2 separate regions of the Xenopus laevis genome follow, and region 2 is linked to region 1. Evidence: chromatin contacts called from public Hi-C data. All regions are on one chromosome and are shown on one strand. Each heading gives the region's core, a stretch centred on a gene start, on an enhancer-like site or on the middle of the called end of the contact. The rest is flanking DNA. Distances are from core to core; before and after follow the strand shown.

Evidence for each region. Hi-C and Micro-C count contacts between places; a contact is called where the count stands out from the background.
Region 2: a Hi-C map of the XTC cell line shows a contact between it and region 1, with 5 times the contacts expected there. The contact joins the promoter of svil.L here to the enhancer-like site in region 1. A contact is called at or near these places in 2 of 4 Hi-C or Micro-C datasets (the XTC cell line and animal cap).

What each region holds. Positions count from the first base shown.
Region 1 is chr6L:22,682,370-22,686,422 of Xenopus_laevis_v10.1, reverse strand. All of the region lies in intron 2 of svil.L (supervillin), which reads left to right. Among protein-coding and RNA genes, the nearest start is that of svil.L, 50 kb to the left of the region's middle. Within about 2 kb of position 1,437, at least 1 of the 7 cell types and tissues checked has an H3K27ac peak or open chromatin away from gene starts, as enhancers often do.
Region 2 is chr6L:22,733,250-22,737,421 of Xenopus_laevis_v10.1, reverse strand. It overlaps svil.L (supervillin), which reads left to right and starts at 2,542. Exons shown (of 36, transcript XM_041565829.1): 1 at 2,542-2,618. The coding sequence starts at 2,557.

The DNA of each region.
Region 1 (4,053 bases), core at 188-2,687:
CAAAATAATCCAGATTTTTTAAAAATCATTCCCTTTTTCTCTGTAATAATAAAACAATAGCTGGTAATTTATCCCAACTAAAATATAATTAATCCTTATTGGAAGCAAAACCAGCCTACTGGGTACATTTAATGTTTATATGATTTTCTAGTAGATTTAATGTATGAAGATCCAAATTACAGAAAGATACATTATCCAGAAAAACCCAGGGCTGAGCATTCTGTATAACCGGTCCCATACCTGTACTTGCATATTAACTGATGCCTCTTAACACTATATTTTAGGCTGAAGCTTGACTTTCCTTTTAAAAGTTACATTTAAAACTAGGGATGCACCGAATCCACTATTTCGGATTCGGCCGAACCCCCGAATCTTTCGCAAAAGATTTGGCGCAATACTAAACCGAATCCTAATTTGCATATGCAAATTAGGGGTGGGAAGGGGAAAACATTTTTTTACTTCCTTGTTTTGTGACAAAAAGTCACGCGATTTCCCTTCCCACCCCTAATTTGCATATGCAAATTAGGATTCAGATTCGTTTCGGTTCGGCGGAATCCTACTGAAAAAGGCCGAATCCTGGGTGAATCCCGAATCGAATCCTGGGTTCGGTGCATCCCTATTTAAAACTAAGTTGTTTGATGGAATAAAGTTTTTGATTTTTTCTGAAATTTGTATCTAAACAGATCTAAACATAAAGCCCTGGAAAGCGACCTGTTAAATGGTAGTGGATTGTCATTAAAATGATCTGCAATCTTGGAGGGCAGTATACACCTACTGTATATACAGCTTTGCTAAATATGAGCATACTATTTAGATTATTTACAATTTTAAGGAGCTGATGGAAAATTGTTTTGTTTTCTCCTGAACTCATGCTCCTTTGTAAAGAGGGTAATTTGTTTAAACGGAGATCATGAGTTCTGAATAAACAAGTTCTATCCTGCAGCCTTTGTAGGCTTTGTGATAAGGTGTGGCTGAACCAGAAAGAGCCAAATTGAAGGTGAAGTAATGAAAAGAATAGGCAATATTCTTCAGTCCAAGTCCTATTGGTTGATCACAAAGGATGTGTACTGTCCTTTTAAACTGGTGAACATGAACACATTGCTCTCCAGTTTTTGTGGTGCTGGGGGTTGTAGTTCAAGGTCACTTATTCCCTTTGGCCCAGATACAGTCTGTAGAACTTCAATGGTCCCCAAACAGCATTTTCTTTAACTAGATTGATTATTTTTCCAATGTAATTGCCCTGATGCTGTAATTCTATGTAATGAAAAGTGTCTCTGATCATTCAATTTGAGTAAGGGATCAGGCTTTGAGTTCAGTTGCCAAGTGAAAACCAGTCACTAATATTGGCTGCTGGCCAAATGGTGTAGAGTGTAACAAATCTGCTGGGCTATATTCAGCCATGAGCTTATGCTCTGCACAACACATTCATGTAGTCGTCTGATAAATATATGCCACTCTTTCATTAACATTTCCTTCACAGAATGTCCTTATATGTGTTCTCCCCGGGGCCTGCGCTATTTCCAACCAAGGGGATTTCCACCCACGTATTCCCATTCCCGTAGCCAAGTTTCACCGGCCCTTTCCTTATTATTTCTCTCATCTGCTCCAAGTCACTCTCAACTTCCTTATCTTCTGTAATGCGTCCTCCCTTGGGTCGCTGCCATCTCATTTACTTAAGGAATACTGTCATCACTTTCAAAGAAAGGAGAGAAATAAGGAAAGAAAATAAAATGCTGCTCTGGTTCGTGATTAGAACTTCCAGTGTACTCGTGTTAAATGAAACCTGAATACACTGGAAGTTCTAATCATGATTACACACCGGGATAATTGTTTCACTTTGATTTGTGTACCTTTTTATCGGATTGCTTTTTTCATAAGACTATTTTTTTTCCTACTGTTCTATTGGACTATCCACGGAGTAATCAGGGTGGGTGGTTACACCAATTATGTATGCAAATTGTTTCATTTGGTCACTTTTTTTATAACGGCACAGCGTTTTTTGTATGCACGATAAAGGGTATTGCCCCGACACGTTGCACGTGCGCACTAATAAACAGCAAGGGGTAACCCTGCATTTGTTTGCCTTGAGCTGACCTATTGGAGGCCGTATCCTCCTACACTCTGCACCAAGCTATCCGGCAGAGGGTGGGTTAAGTGAATGCGCTGTTTTACCTGTTTCACTCTTAGGGCTAGTCCACACGGGGAGATAGCCCTGCGTTTGCGGTCGCGGCGACAAAGCGCCGCGCCAGTCGCCGCGACCGGCGCAGGCGACAGTTTTGTATGGGCGCCTATGTAAAAACGCCTGTGCTAACCACACGAGGCGATGCGCTTTTCAACAGTCGCCTGAAAAAGCCTGGCGAGGCATTTTCAGGCGACTGTTGAAAAGCGCATCGCCTCGTGTGGTTAGCACAGGCGTTTTTACATAGGCGCCCATACAAAACTGTCGCCTGCGCCGGTCGCGGCGACTGGCGCGGCGCTTTGTCGCCGCGACCGCAAACGCAAGGCTATCTCCCCGTGTGGAATAGCCCTTAGGGTAGTGGCACACAGGAAGATTTGTCGCCTGTGTTTTTATTCGCGGCTGCGGTTGACAAACCAAATCAATGGAAAACCTGGCTTTCCATTGACAATAATTGAAATCTCTGTCAGTAGAGTCCTGCACCTGGTCGGGTCCCTGTGGGTTACCCACAAAAACCTGCGGTAGCCTGCGGGTAGAAGTTCCGGGTGCGGGTATAGACTCGGAACGGCGGTTCTGCGGGTTTTCGGGCCGCGGGTCTTCTCCATAGCGATCTTTACTAGTTTTTTCTGATCACGCCTACTTCCGATGATGTCACTTCCGGTTCTCAATGACAGCACTTCCTGATTCTTGATGGTCAGCGGGTCACGGGTCCGGGTTGTAGATGAGGTACTTGCGGGTTAGGTAGCGGGTCCAAGCGGGTAAGAATGGGGGTCTGGGTTAAGGATCGCAGGTTGCAGGTACAGGTTCCAAAAAATAGACCCACGCAGGACTCTATCTGGCAGTATGCCCAACTTATCTCTAAGGGTAGGACTACACGTGATCTGACCCGCTGCTACAAAACGCCGGCAACAAATCCCATGCAACGGAAATAAGGTAAGAGAAATGTCGGATGAAGTCACAGCGTTGATCCGAAGAGACACGACTGTCGGATGCAGACGCAGCGTGCAGCATCTGCATCCGACAGTCGTGTCGGATCAACGATGCAACTTCATTCGACAGTGCATTCACTTACCTTATTTCCGTTGCATGCGTTTTGTCGCCTGCGTTTTGTCGCAGCACGTCGGATCATGCGGAAAACGTCGGTGTAGTTAGAGGCATTTCGGGAGATTTTCCCGTGTGCCACTGCCCTTAGTTGATTCTTGTGCGCCTTTCCCATAGTCAAAAGATATTGCAAACTAGTGTGTCTGATTAAAGGGAAGATGCCTTTCGGGAACATTATCATATAAAAGGCAATTATGCAGGATTACGAGGTCATTAATGTATTATCAGGGTAAGCAAAGCACTGGGTTTCCATAAAGAGATCCATATCTTACCAACCTGATACTTGTGAGAACAAAAACCACCATTGGCACAAATTGGGAGTCCCTTCTTAATGCCCACGGGATGAACTTCATTTTGCAAGTGGGAGGCAGTTTCCCAGGTCTAGTGCTGAGCCGTGATCTTCTTATTAATGATTATTTGTGAATCATCATAATTTCCAGCTAGGTATATGACTGCATGAGCAAGGGAAGCTGATTACACTCTGGCAGCACCGACTGAATTATTAAAGGGAAATATTTAGCACAGCTGTTTTAAATGATCCTACGGAGTTTGGCAAATAAGGAATAAAGGAGCCTTTCTTCCTGGCAGCCATAATTATGATTTAGTATCACTCAGTGAAAGGATTACCAGTCTTTCTGAGCGCATAAACCCCCAGATTATACGAGGTTACAATGGTTAAAACCGTAGCCTTAAACCATAGGACGTCCGCGGCCACCTTTTGTTCCTATTCATAACTTTACTCCTATATTACTTTGTGTCAGGCTGCTGCCTTTACT
Region 2 (4,172 bases), core at 1,293-3,792, 50 kb before region 1:
AAATCCTGTCCCTTCACTTAAGGTACAGACAATGGTACAGAGCAGCACAGCAGCATGGCACTAACACTGTATAACTGACACATACAGTACAGGCACTAACACTGTATAACTGGCACATACAGTACAGGCACTAACACTGTATAACTGGCACGTACAGAATAGGCACTAACACTCTAGAACTGGCACGTACAGTACAGGCACTAACACTGTATAACTGGCACATACAGTAAAGGCACTAACACTGTATAACTGGCACGTACAGTACAGGCACTAACACTGTATAACTGGCACGTACAGTACAGGCACTAACACTGTATAACTGGCACGTACAGTACAGGCACTAACACTGTATAACTGGCACATACAGAATAGGCACTAACACTGTATAACTGGCACGTACAGTACAGGCACTAACACTGTATAACTGGCACGTACAGTACAGGCACTAACACTGTATAACTGGCACATACAGTACAGGCACTAACACTGTATAACTGGCACGTACAGAATAGGCACTAACACTGTAGAACTGGCACGTACAGTACAGGCACTAACACTGTATAACTGGCACATACAGTACAGGCACTAACACTGTATAACTGGCACATACAGTACAGGCACTAACACTGTATAACTGGCACATACAGTACAGGCACTAACACTGTATAACTGGCACATACAGTACAGGCACTAACACTGTATAACTGGCACCATGTACAGTATAGGCACTAACACTGTATAACTGGCACATACAGTACAGACACTAACACTGTATAACTGGCACTAACACTCTATAACTGGCTCGTAGAGTATAGGTACTAAAACTGTATATCTGGCATTTACAGTATAGGCACTAACACTGTATAACTAGCACATACAGTACAAGCACTAACACTGTACAACTGGCACATACAGAATTGGCACTAACACTATAACTCTAACATATTGTACAGACAATGCTACAAAGCAATACAGCAGGGTAGCACTAAAAAAACAATTTATAACTAGCGCATACAGTACAGGCACTAACACTGTATAACTGCCACATAAAGGCACTAACACTGTATAACTGCCACATACAGGCACTGCCACAAAGCACCACAGCAGGATGTTACTAACACTAAATAACTTACTGTACTTACAGTACAGATAATGTCCCAGGGCAGCACAACAAGATGGCACTGGCACGTAGAGTATATACAAGAGCACAAGACAGTACAGTAGAGTGAGACTAAGCTGGCCATAGACGCAAATATCCGATCGTACGAATCATTGTACGATCGGACTTCCCCATCTCCCGACCTGCCACTAACCATTCCGATCAAATAAAGTACAAAAGAACAGATCTGCCGATATTCTGCCCCTGACAGCAATCGTACGAAAGTTATGTCCGACCAAAACTAGTGACAGTCTCCCTCTGAAAATCATACGATCGGCAATACACGCAGAGATATTATCCGCATGCTTATGAGGAAGTGGTTTGGTCCACGAAATGCGACAAGCATGTTAAGATTGTGCGCTCCATGATTTTAAAATATGTTTGAATAATAAACAAGTGTTTTTAGCCCCGCAAGTGCTTCGTGTCTTTGGCGATTTTCATTTGGAGATCATGATACGAGAATCGTTTTACATGTTGCAGCACAGCGCAAAGGCATCTGGAACAGTGAATGTTCCCTTGTTTTTGTTTCTCCCATATTACCCGCAGCCGACAGAAATCTTTTAACCTGTCCGACCGACCAAACAGCCGATCTCCGCCAAACAACCGATCTCCGCGGTCCGAAAATCGTACGAATCCTCGATTTGTATGATCGGATCTTTGTGTCTATGGCCAACTTCTTCTGTATAACTGGCACAGACACTGCCACAGAGCAGTACAGAAGGGTTGAAGGTTTGCAAAGCTGACACTTTGAATTTTTCTGGGTACCATCCGAAAAAGTGATCCTGTGTGTCTTGCCTAATATCACAGGGTATGTATCCCAATTTAACAGTACAGTATGTCATATTACGATACATACCCGTGATATTAGGCAAGACACACAGTAATATGTTCAGCACAGCTGTGCATTATTGTATGTGTACAGAACAGTGTTTGTGTGTACAGAATAGTGTGTGTGTACAGAATAGTGTGTGTACAGAATAATGTTTTTGTGTGTACAGAATTGTGTGTGCACAGAATAGTGTTTTTGTGTGTACAGAATTGTGTGTACAGAATTGTGTGTGTGTATAGAATAGTGTGTGTGCACAGAATAGTGTGTGTAATAGTGTGTGTATGTGTGTGTGTGTGTGTGTGAATAGTGTGTATGCCCCATGGGTAGTGTTCTAGTATAATAACTTGGGACCCAGTCTGTTAGGGAGATGCCTGTCTGTGAAGCCATTACATGACTGGACTGGAGGTGCAGAGAGTTGTGAATGATCTCCCTCAGTCCGCAGTTGGTTAGTCATGGGACGCTGTGCATCAGCTTTTAGGGCTCCTTTTAGAGCAACAGGGTTCCGGCGGCCTATAAATCACACAAGAAGTAGAATAGAAGAGACGCCCGGAAGCGCGCAGCCACGATTATGATCTGGAGAGGAGAGTGCACGCACCCCGCAGCTAGGACGTGTCGGGAGCGAGCAGACCGGTGAGTACGCGCGGCGCGGGTGCGTGCGCAGGAGACACGAGGAAACAGGAGGCGGAGAACAGAAGCTCCAGGTTTAGCTTTCCAGGCTACAGCAGCCCCGCAGCGATCCGAGGGCGCTTCTCTTACCCAGACTCCGCCTGCCCGTCACCTCCCCGGGGCTGGAGGGTCGCTGAAGGGCTAGAGCGTGGGCCGAGCGCTACTACCGCTATAGAGATGCTTGGCGGGGAAACTTCATTGGCTTCCTCCGACTTGTGCTGAGCTGGACAGCGGCGAGGGGTCGGGGAGAGGGACAGGTGTGCGGCTGCAGGTAAGAGACAATCCGTCTCCTTATATATAACCAGGCGCTGTTATAGGTACTGACACCCCGGGCACCTTGTAGCTCAGATCCACTCCAACACTTCTTTCTTTGCTCATTCAAACAAAATGTTCTTGGTTTTAAAGTTATTTCAAAATGTCATTCATCTTGTTCTGCTCCCTGCACTGCTGGTTCTCATTCCTGAAACAATGTAGCGCCAGTCAGCTGGGAGAGGACTGACTTCTGCTCGACTCAGAACCAGACATCAGAGACTCTTCTTTTAATGACACAACTTATAAACCATTATTTTTTTTTAATTAACATATATTTGAAAGGTGCTTAGAATTAGTTTTTCTTTCATTATGTAATTGTTTTCATATTTTATTATGTGGGGCTTATGAGTTATTTCGCTTTTTATTCAGCAGCTCTCCAGTTTGCAGTTTCAGCAGTCCGGTTGCTAGGGTCCAAATTACCCTAGCAACCATGCACAGATTTGAAAAAGAGACTGGAGAGGCCTGAATAGTAAGAAGAGTAATAGAAAGTAGCAGTAGCAATTAATTTGTAACCTTACGGAGCACTTGTTTTTTTTTATACAGGGTCAGTGACCCCCATTTGAAAGCTGGAAAGATTTAGAAGAAAAAGGCAAATTATTCAAAAACTATATATAAAAAAAAAAAAGGCCAATTGAAAAGTTGCTTGGACCTGGCCATTGTATAACATACCAAAAGTTATCTTAAAGGTGAACCAACCTATTAATAGAGACCAAAAAGGTCATTATTACATGGAGTACATAATGTTCATTCCTCAGGGTTTGATTAGCCAGTGACTGAGATTTGCAATTTTTCAATTGCTTTAAATTTTTCATTTATCATTTTTTCAAAATCTAAGTTTAATGTCCCTGTCTCAGGGCAGCTCAGTAATTGCAGATTCTGAACGGTTACAATTTTTACTCTGGAGTATTAGCAACCATTGTATCAATTCTAAAGCCAAGGCCAGACGTGGCGTTTTTACTTTGCGTTTTAAAAAAGTTCAGTCGGGGGTAAATACGCATAAACTGCACTACCACTGAAATTAATGGAAAACCCACTATGGCATTTCTCACAGGGAGAAGAAATCTGCCCGGGAGCGCCAGTATTGACATTTTTCAGCAGAAACGCCAAAACGTCAAGAAACTAGCATATCAAACTTTGCGTAAATACGCGGCGTATTTTAAATATGGCGTCCAAATTTTTGTGAGATAAATGACACATATACGTTTT